2 separate regions of the Ovis aries genome follow, and region 2 is linked to region 1. A link is a contact called in public Hi-C data. All regions are on one chromosome and are shown on one strand. The core of a region is the stretch at or near the end of the contact, and the rest is flanking DNA. Distances in the headings are between cores, read along the strand shown.

Evidence for each region. A called contact is a pair of places that touch in the nucleus more often than the background predicts.
Region 2: a contact with region 1 is called in a Hi-C map of mixed tissues, with 2.1 times the contacts expected there. The contact joins two enhancer-like sites. A contact is called at or near these places in 4 of 16 Hi-C or Micro-C datasets (hypothalamus, liver, mixed tissues and 1 more).

The regions. Positions count from the first base shown.
Region 1 is chr6:60,455,322-60,458,749 of ARS-UI_Ramb_v3.0, reverse strand. The region is part of intron 12 of APBB2 (amyloid beta precursor protein binding family B member 2); the gene reads left to right. Among named protein-coding and RNA genes, the nearest start is that of NSUN7, 78 kb to the right of the region's middle. Within about 2 kb of position 2,144, at least 10 of the 54 cell types and tissues checked have an H3K27ac peak or open chromatin away from gene starts, as enhancers often do. A contact at or near this core is called in hypothalamus, where this site is marked.
Region 2 is chr6:60,498,586-60,501,739 of ARS-UI_Ramb_v3.0, reverse strand. APBB2 (amyloid beta precursor protein binding family B member 2) reads left to right here. Exons shown (of 18, transcript XM_060417057.1): 11 at 543-689; 12 at 3,046-3,154. Among named protein-coding and RNA genes, the nearest start is that of NSUN7, 120 kb to the right of the region's middle. Within about 2 kb of position 1,584, at least 8 of the 54 cell types and tissues checked have an H3K27ac peak or open chromatin away from gene starts, as enhancers often do. A contact at or near this core is called in hypothalamus, where this site is marked.

The DNA of each region.
Region 1 (3,428 bases), core at 895-3,394:
CTTGGCTTTTTGTGTTATCTATAGTATTGTCCAACAGAGGAGCCCACCTGGTTACAGTCCATGGGGTCTCAAAGAGTCGGACATAACTGAGCAGACATTCTCGTATTCCTTCTGTCTGCACAAAGGAATTGGGATTATCTGTAAAAGTATAGCCCTAAAGCCTATCCCTGGTGGCTCAGACGGTAAAGAATCTGCCTGCAATGCAGGAGACCCAGGTTTGGTCCCTGAGTTGGGAAGATCCCCGCGGAGAATGAAACGACAACCCACTCCAGTATTCTTGCCTGAGAAATCCCATGGACCGAGGAGCCTGGCAGGCTACAGTCTACGGGTTTGCAAAGAGTTGAACATGACTGAGCAACTAACACTTTCACTAAAACCTCTTGAAAGCCTCGATGAGGCTGGGTGCGTGGAATTGCAAGGAGTTCACCCACAGGCTCACTGTGGTTCATTTGGGGGGTGTGTGTGTATGTGTTGGCCACGCCTTGACGGCTGTGCAGTATCCTAATTCCCTGACCATTGGTGGAACCCTGAAGTGAAAGTGTGGAGTCCTCACCACTGGACTGCCAGGGAAGTCCCTCATCGTGGTTTTAACTCAGAGCCTGGTCTGTACCAGCCAGTGGGAGTGACTTCATGGCACTTTTTGCATGAAAAGCACTTGCCTGGTATAGGGAGCTGTCATCTTCCCCAGAGGTTCCCTTATTCTTGAACCTTGTCAGATAGGGGCTTTCTGGGTCTTGCTTTGTTTCAAAAAACAAAAGCAACTGTTTTGTTTTTGTTTACCATCTCTCCTTTCAGGAAGGAAGCCAGCCCATGGTTTTACAGTTCATGTATATTTTACATTAGTTTTATCCTTTGTGCCCTAAACTTTATATCTTGAACATGGCATGAATTATCTCTTACTTGAGGACTAAACATAAATTATGTGTATTCTCTATTTGCTCAGATATTCAGAGAAGCAAGGTGGTTGTGTGTTTTTTTTTTTAATTGTAGTACAGCATAGATGCAAGCAGATGCTCATTAATTCTTGCTGTCTTCAAAGATGGACTTTAAAAATTTCTCATTTCCTGGTTGCTCTCAAATATCCTTTTTTGCCTCATTAGTAAGCTTACTGGTATTGTGTCTTCTCTCTAGTGGCATGAGAAAGTCCTTTGTTTAGAAAAATGTGCCTTGAATTTCAATACTCTTACACCACTTTAGATCCTCAGCTTCACACTTTATTCCAGTTGGAGCTTTAGCTCCTGTGTCTGCCAGTCAACAGTTAACAGGTAGCTAGTGCTGGGAAAGGGGCACAGGAGGAGGGAGGTGGGAAGGGAGCTCATTTTGCAAAGGAAGGTACACTTGTCAGAGGTGTTCCTGTTGCTGTTTGGTCTTGGGAAGGAGAGAACCTTTCCCTGAGCTGAATTGTCTGAAACTTAGTAGACACCAGATGGTGAATTTGCATAAATTCAGAATTCAGTTCAGAGATCTTTCACCTGCAGCGTGTGGATTCTAAAAGGGTCTATGCATGAGTTTCTGGGGCTATTGAACTTTGTCCCGCATCCCCCTGAGATGGTGTGTCAAAGTGTGGGTCTGCAGACATTTCTTTCTGGAATGTTTTCATCAGAGTTCAAAGGTTTCATGATCCAAAACAGGTTTGGAAACCTTCCTCTTGGCAGAGCTTCCTCCCCTACTTCCCCTCAACTGACCACACTGTGCGGTGTGTATGTCAGGTCTACACTGCGGGCTGCCCCACCATGAGCCTGACACTGATTAACAGGGGCCATCCCTCCAGCACTAATATCTTAGGAGGTGAGTTACCAGTATTGCTCCCATTTCACAGATGAGAAAACTGAAGAACAAAGAAGCTAAGGGCCTTGACTGAGGGCAAGTAGTGAATAAATATCAGGAACAAGAAATCTGAAGCTGGAGGAAAAGAGAAACTGTCAGGTTCAGGCGTTGGTACGAGAGTTTTCGTGATATGAAGTTTTGTGTCTTTACTTCATTGCTGTGTGGCTAATGCTGGTCTGTGCTGGCGCTCATGGCTCAAAAGACTCTCAGTGATGAAAGACAAGCATCAAAAAGTAGCGTGAAGCAGCGAATTCTGCAAACATGGAGCGAGAAGTACCCTGGCAAGTCTTTGCTGTACGTGCTCAGTTTGTGAAGCATGGACAGTGTGTGCTGCATAAGAAGTAGGTGGCTGTGCTGGGGAGATATGTCTTCTTCCAAAAGCTAGAATAGACATTGTGATTCTGGTATGCTTTTTTTTTTTTTTTTTTTAGGAATTTTCTATTCATTTGGATGCCCAGTTACACATGCCAAGTAGTTCCTGCTATTTCAGACTCTTTTTTTTTTTAATGAAAACCTTGCCAATTACTTACTCCATTCATTTTCCCAAGAAACAGTCGCCGAGAGCGTGCTGATCAGGCAGCATTCGCCTGTGTGGCTAGTGTGGATTTGATCCTGGGGTTGAATTCTTCCCACTGGCATCTTGTACTGTGAGAAGGGGGAGTAAGCTTACGCCTGACTCTAAATTTAGCCTTCCCCACTTTCAGAATGGCGCGTCTCACACAGAAGCCCAACTTTGGGCTGATGTTTCTTCCCCAGCACATTACAAGGTGTGGAGTTGATGAAGCAGCTGCCACCGGGACTCGTCTGCATTTTTTGCATGACATTTCAAAGATCGCTCTGAAGTGTCCCCAGTTATGGCTGGCTTTCTCTTCAATGCTTAAATCAAGCAGGTCTACTAACCTCAACTAAACAGACCTTGTTAGAAGTTCACAGTGTCATTTTTCTGAGTCCTGCCTTCAGGGAAAAACATAGTAGGTACATATAGATGTTATTTCATTAAGTGAACCACTAGTAACAATTCTGATTTCAAATAGCCAAGACGCCAATAATATACACAAAAGAAACAGATTGCATCCTCAGGTGTCTGGACTTAAGGTTACTTACGCATAATCCATATACTTAGGTATAATCTTTTTATCAAGAACCAAAAGCACCTAGCGTAAATAAAAAGTTAGTCAAGGAAATGCTGCCCAGGCATCTTTGTAGTAAGAATCAAAGCACTTGAATCCAAAAATCTGAATATGAGGAGATTTCGAATTTTCATGTCCCTGGTATTTATTCACTGTTTGCCCTCAGGTCAAGGCCCTTAGCCTCTTTGCTCTTCAGTGTCCTTGTCTGTCTTAGATGAAAAACCCAGGATTCAGATTAAGTGACTTGCAGAGTGTTTACTCAAACCGGGACTGAAAGCCAGACCTTTGGATCCTTTGCTGATGAGCTAAATTGCCTCCAAATATTGGCTTTGATGGGGGCAGTGCAGAGGAGCAGGGGAGGTAACCCCATGCTATGGTAAGTGGCGCCCAGCAGATCCGAGGAGAGACCACCAATTACCCCCAAGCGACCTCCCTGCCATGGAAGATGTTTTGTCTCAGTCGCTGCCCAGC
Region 2 (3,154 bases), core at 335-2,834, 44 kb before region 1:
ATAAACACACACCCCCACCCTCCATTTTCCTTCATTTCTGGGTATTAGAGAATACATTTTGCCCCATTGTTATTAGAAACAAGTGCCAAATATGTATTTAATTCTTCTCCCTTCTATTGTCTTTTCCTAGGTGCTTAATGAGTAACAAATCTCAGAGAGGTTACTCCTTGTGAGAACCCTCTGAGGTTCTTACTATTGAAAAATCCTGCCTGATACTAGATAAAAGATACTGATACTGCCAGATACTAGAAAAAAAGAGCTTACAAATGTTTAAACCCACTAGCCCTATCATTCTACTTCTAATAATTGGTTCTAAGAAAAAAAACTGAACACACAGAAAGGTAGGCAAGAATATAGTTATTACTACATTTTTTAGTAGTAAAAAATAGCCACAATTAAATTTTTCAACAATCGAGAATTAGTTATTAAATTAGATGACTGAAGATTTTATAGTCATTGAAGACACATTATGCACATTTTGTAGAGGATCTTAGGCTACCTGTGGCCAGTAAGTAATCTCCAGATCTCTGATTTTCTCCTAGTGTTTCGCTGTGCGCTCTCTGGGGTGGGTGGAGATGGCAGAGGAGGACCTCGCTCCTGGCAAGAGTAGTGTTGCCGTCAACAACTGCATCCGGCAGCTTTCCTACTGCAAAAACGACATCCGAGATACAGTTGGCATTTGGGGAGAGGTAAGTTACAGGTGAAAATAATTAATGTCAGACTTGCTTGCATTCCTGCTGTGCCTATGAAACCCCAGAGCCGAGAGACACAGGACTGAGAGCGCTGAAGGTTTTTATTGGGTTCCAGGGATGTTCCACACTCGGCCAATCATTCTCGCTTTAGGTGATCAGCCAGCAGTGGTCCCTGGTTCAGTCCTGTAATACGGAGATTGTTGGTAGGATTGACTGATGAAGATGGCCTTTGTTGCCTTTGTGAGGACCTGAATCAATCCCAAGGAAATGCTTTGTGTGTGTATGTGTGTGTGGTGGGGAGGAGCAGGGTGGATTTGATCTCCTGGTGGGTGGAAATTACGCTGGGGGCCACTCCCCACTGGGTCTGGCTGCAGATTTCTTTTAGGCTGCAGCCAATGACCCAGTTCCTGGTGGGAAAGAACAAAGAGAGAGAGGAAAAAGGCACCAAAAATTCCCAGTCAGCTCTCAGTTATCCCAAAGCAGGTCACCTGGTTAGCCTCCGGGGGCCCTAGGACCTGCCCTGCTCACGGGGCCCCAGCTCCTCAGGACTCTCGATCACGCAGCTCCTGAGCATGTGGCAGCCCTCAGCTGAAAGCGGGAAGAAGGGAGCCTGGCCTTCACTGGGGGGACAGGTTGGGGAACTGCAACCCTCCCCTGTAGCTTGGCTCGTCCTCTTGGCTCTGCCAACCATTACCTAGCTGCTCACCAGCTACCCAGCCTCCATGAGGTGCTGGGAGACAGAATCTCTCTAGGACCTCCACCTCAATCATGATTAATCTACATTCTGGATAATTAGCAGCTGGCTCTTTGCCCAGGGTCTGGACACAACTGTGCCATAGAAAGAAACTGCCCACACGCAAGCCTTGTGAGATGCAGTTCCCAACAGAGACACTGGGAGGCGCTTCAGGTCTGAGGCGGCCTGCTGTCTGTTGCTCCAGGCTCTTGTACGGTCAGTGCAATTTACCTGGAAGTAGCTCTCTTCCCCTTTCGGAAGATTTCAAATCATCCTGGATCTCAGTTGTAGATGCTTGGCTTAACTAAGCACTGACGAGCGGAGGCATTGCAACAACCATGTCTGCCTCCTCGGCAGCAGAGCTTACGTTCACTCTGAAAACTTGTGATGGGACATCATTCTTAAAACCCAGACCAAGGAGCAGTTTATCTGTCCCGCTTTGGAATTTGAAGATTGGCCAAAAAGCCTCACCATTCTTCCCCGCTAGACCATCCTGGTGGAGAAGAAAATGGTACCCACTCCAGGATTCCTGCCTGGAGAATCCCCATCGACAGAGGAGCCTGGCAGGCTACAGTCCAGGGGGTCACAAAGAGTTGGACACAACTGAAGTGACTTAGCATCACATAGCGTAGCACAGACTTCCCTGGCATCCACGCCACAGCATCTGGGCTGACTGTGACCTTCAGTGGACACAGCCTTTCCGTCAGACAGCAAACATTTAATAATTTCCTAAAATGCCTGAGGGTTTGCAAGGGGAATGAAGTTGGATAGGCTAGCGTTCCTGCCCTCAAAGAGCCATTAATACATGGGGAGACAGAAGACCAGAGCCTGAACAGTGATGCTGGAAACCTCCCCCTCCCCAGTGATGGTATCACTGCAGCACACCCCCTGTGGCTAAAGGCATCTCGGCCTCTGTGTCAGATAATGAGCAAGTCACTTAACCTGTAAGCCTCGGTTTCCCCATCTGCTAATTGGAGATAATAACAAACCAAGCTCTGAGGCAAGTGAGAGCATTCACGAGCCAAGGAGCCTGAAGCGTGCTGTAATATCTGAGATGTCATAAAGGCACATCAGCATTAGCTACTGAAGCACCGAGAAGTGTCACACAGCTGTGCCTGCTATTTACCGGGCAAATCACACAGATCAGAAGTGGTGTACAAACCGAGAAGAGACAGCCCTTGTTGTGGGTCCAGGAAGTCCATCACAGGGATGGCTGGTAGGGTCTGGGCAGAAGGGAAGGAATGGGGACAGAGGGGTTATGAGAGGCTGGCCCACCTGGAGTTAGTAAGAGACCAAATTCTCCAGGGAACCTACCATTAGCCTTTTTTCTTAGAGTAAAGATTCAAAGTATAAATAATTAAAAATAAGAACCAGCTCAAAAGCAGGCTAGGGACACATTTCAGAGGATTTGGAGAAGGAGAGAGAAATTGGGCATGTGAGGGGAAGATGATGGATTTATAAATATTTTAATCAGGAGAGGATGTTTCTCCCTTAAAAAACAAAGTTCAGACCCAGGGGGCGATATTTTGATCATTGAAGCGACATCCCTGGGTAGCCACAAACGTCCTGAGGATGCATAGTTTTGTGCAGAAGGTAAGCAGTCTTCTCATTGAATCCCAGGGGAAGGACATGTACCTGGTCCTGGAGAACGACACGCTGAGCCTGGTGGACCCCATGGATCGCAGCGTGCTCCACGCTCAGCCCATCGTCAGCATCCGCGTGTGGGGCG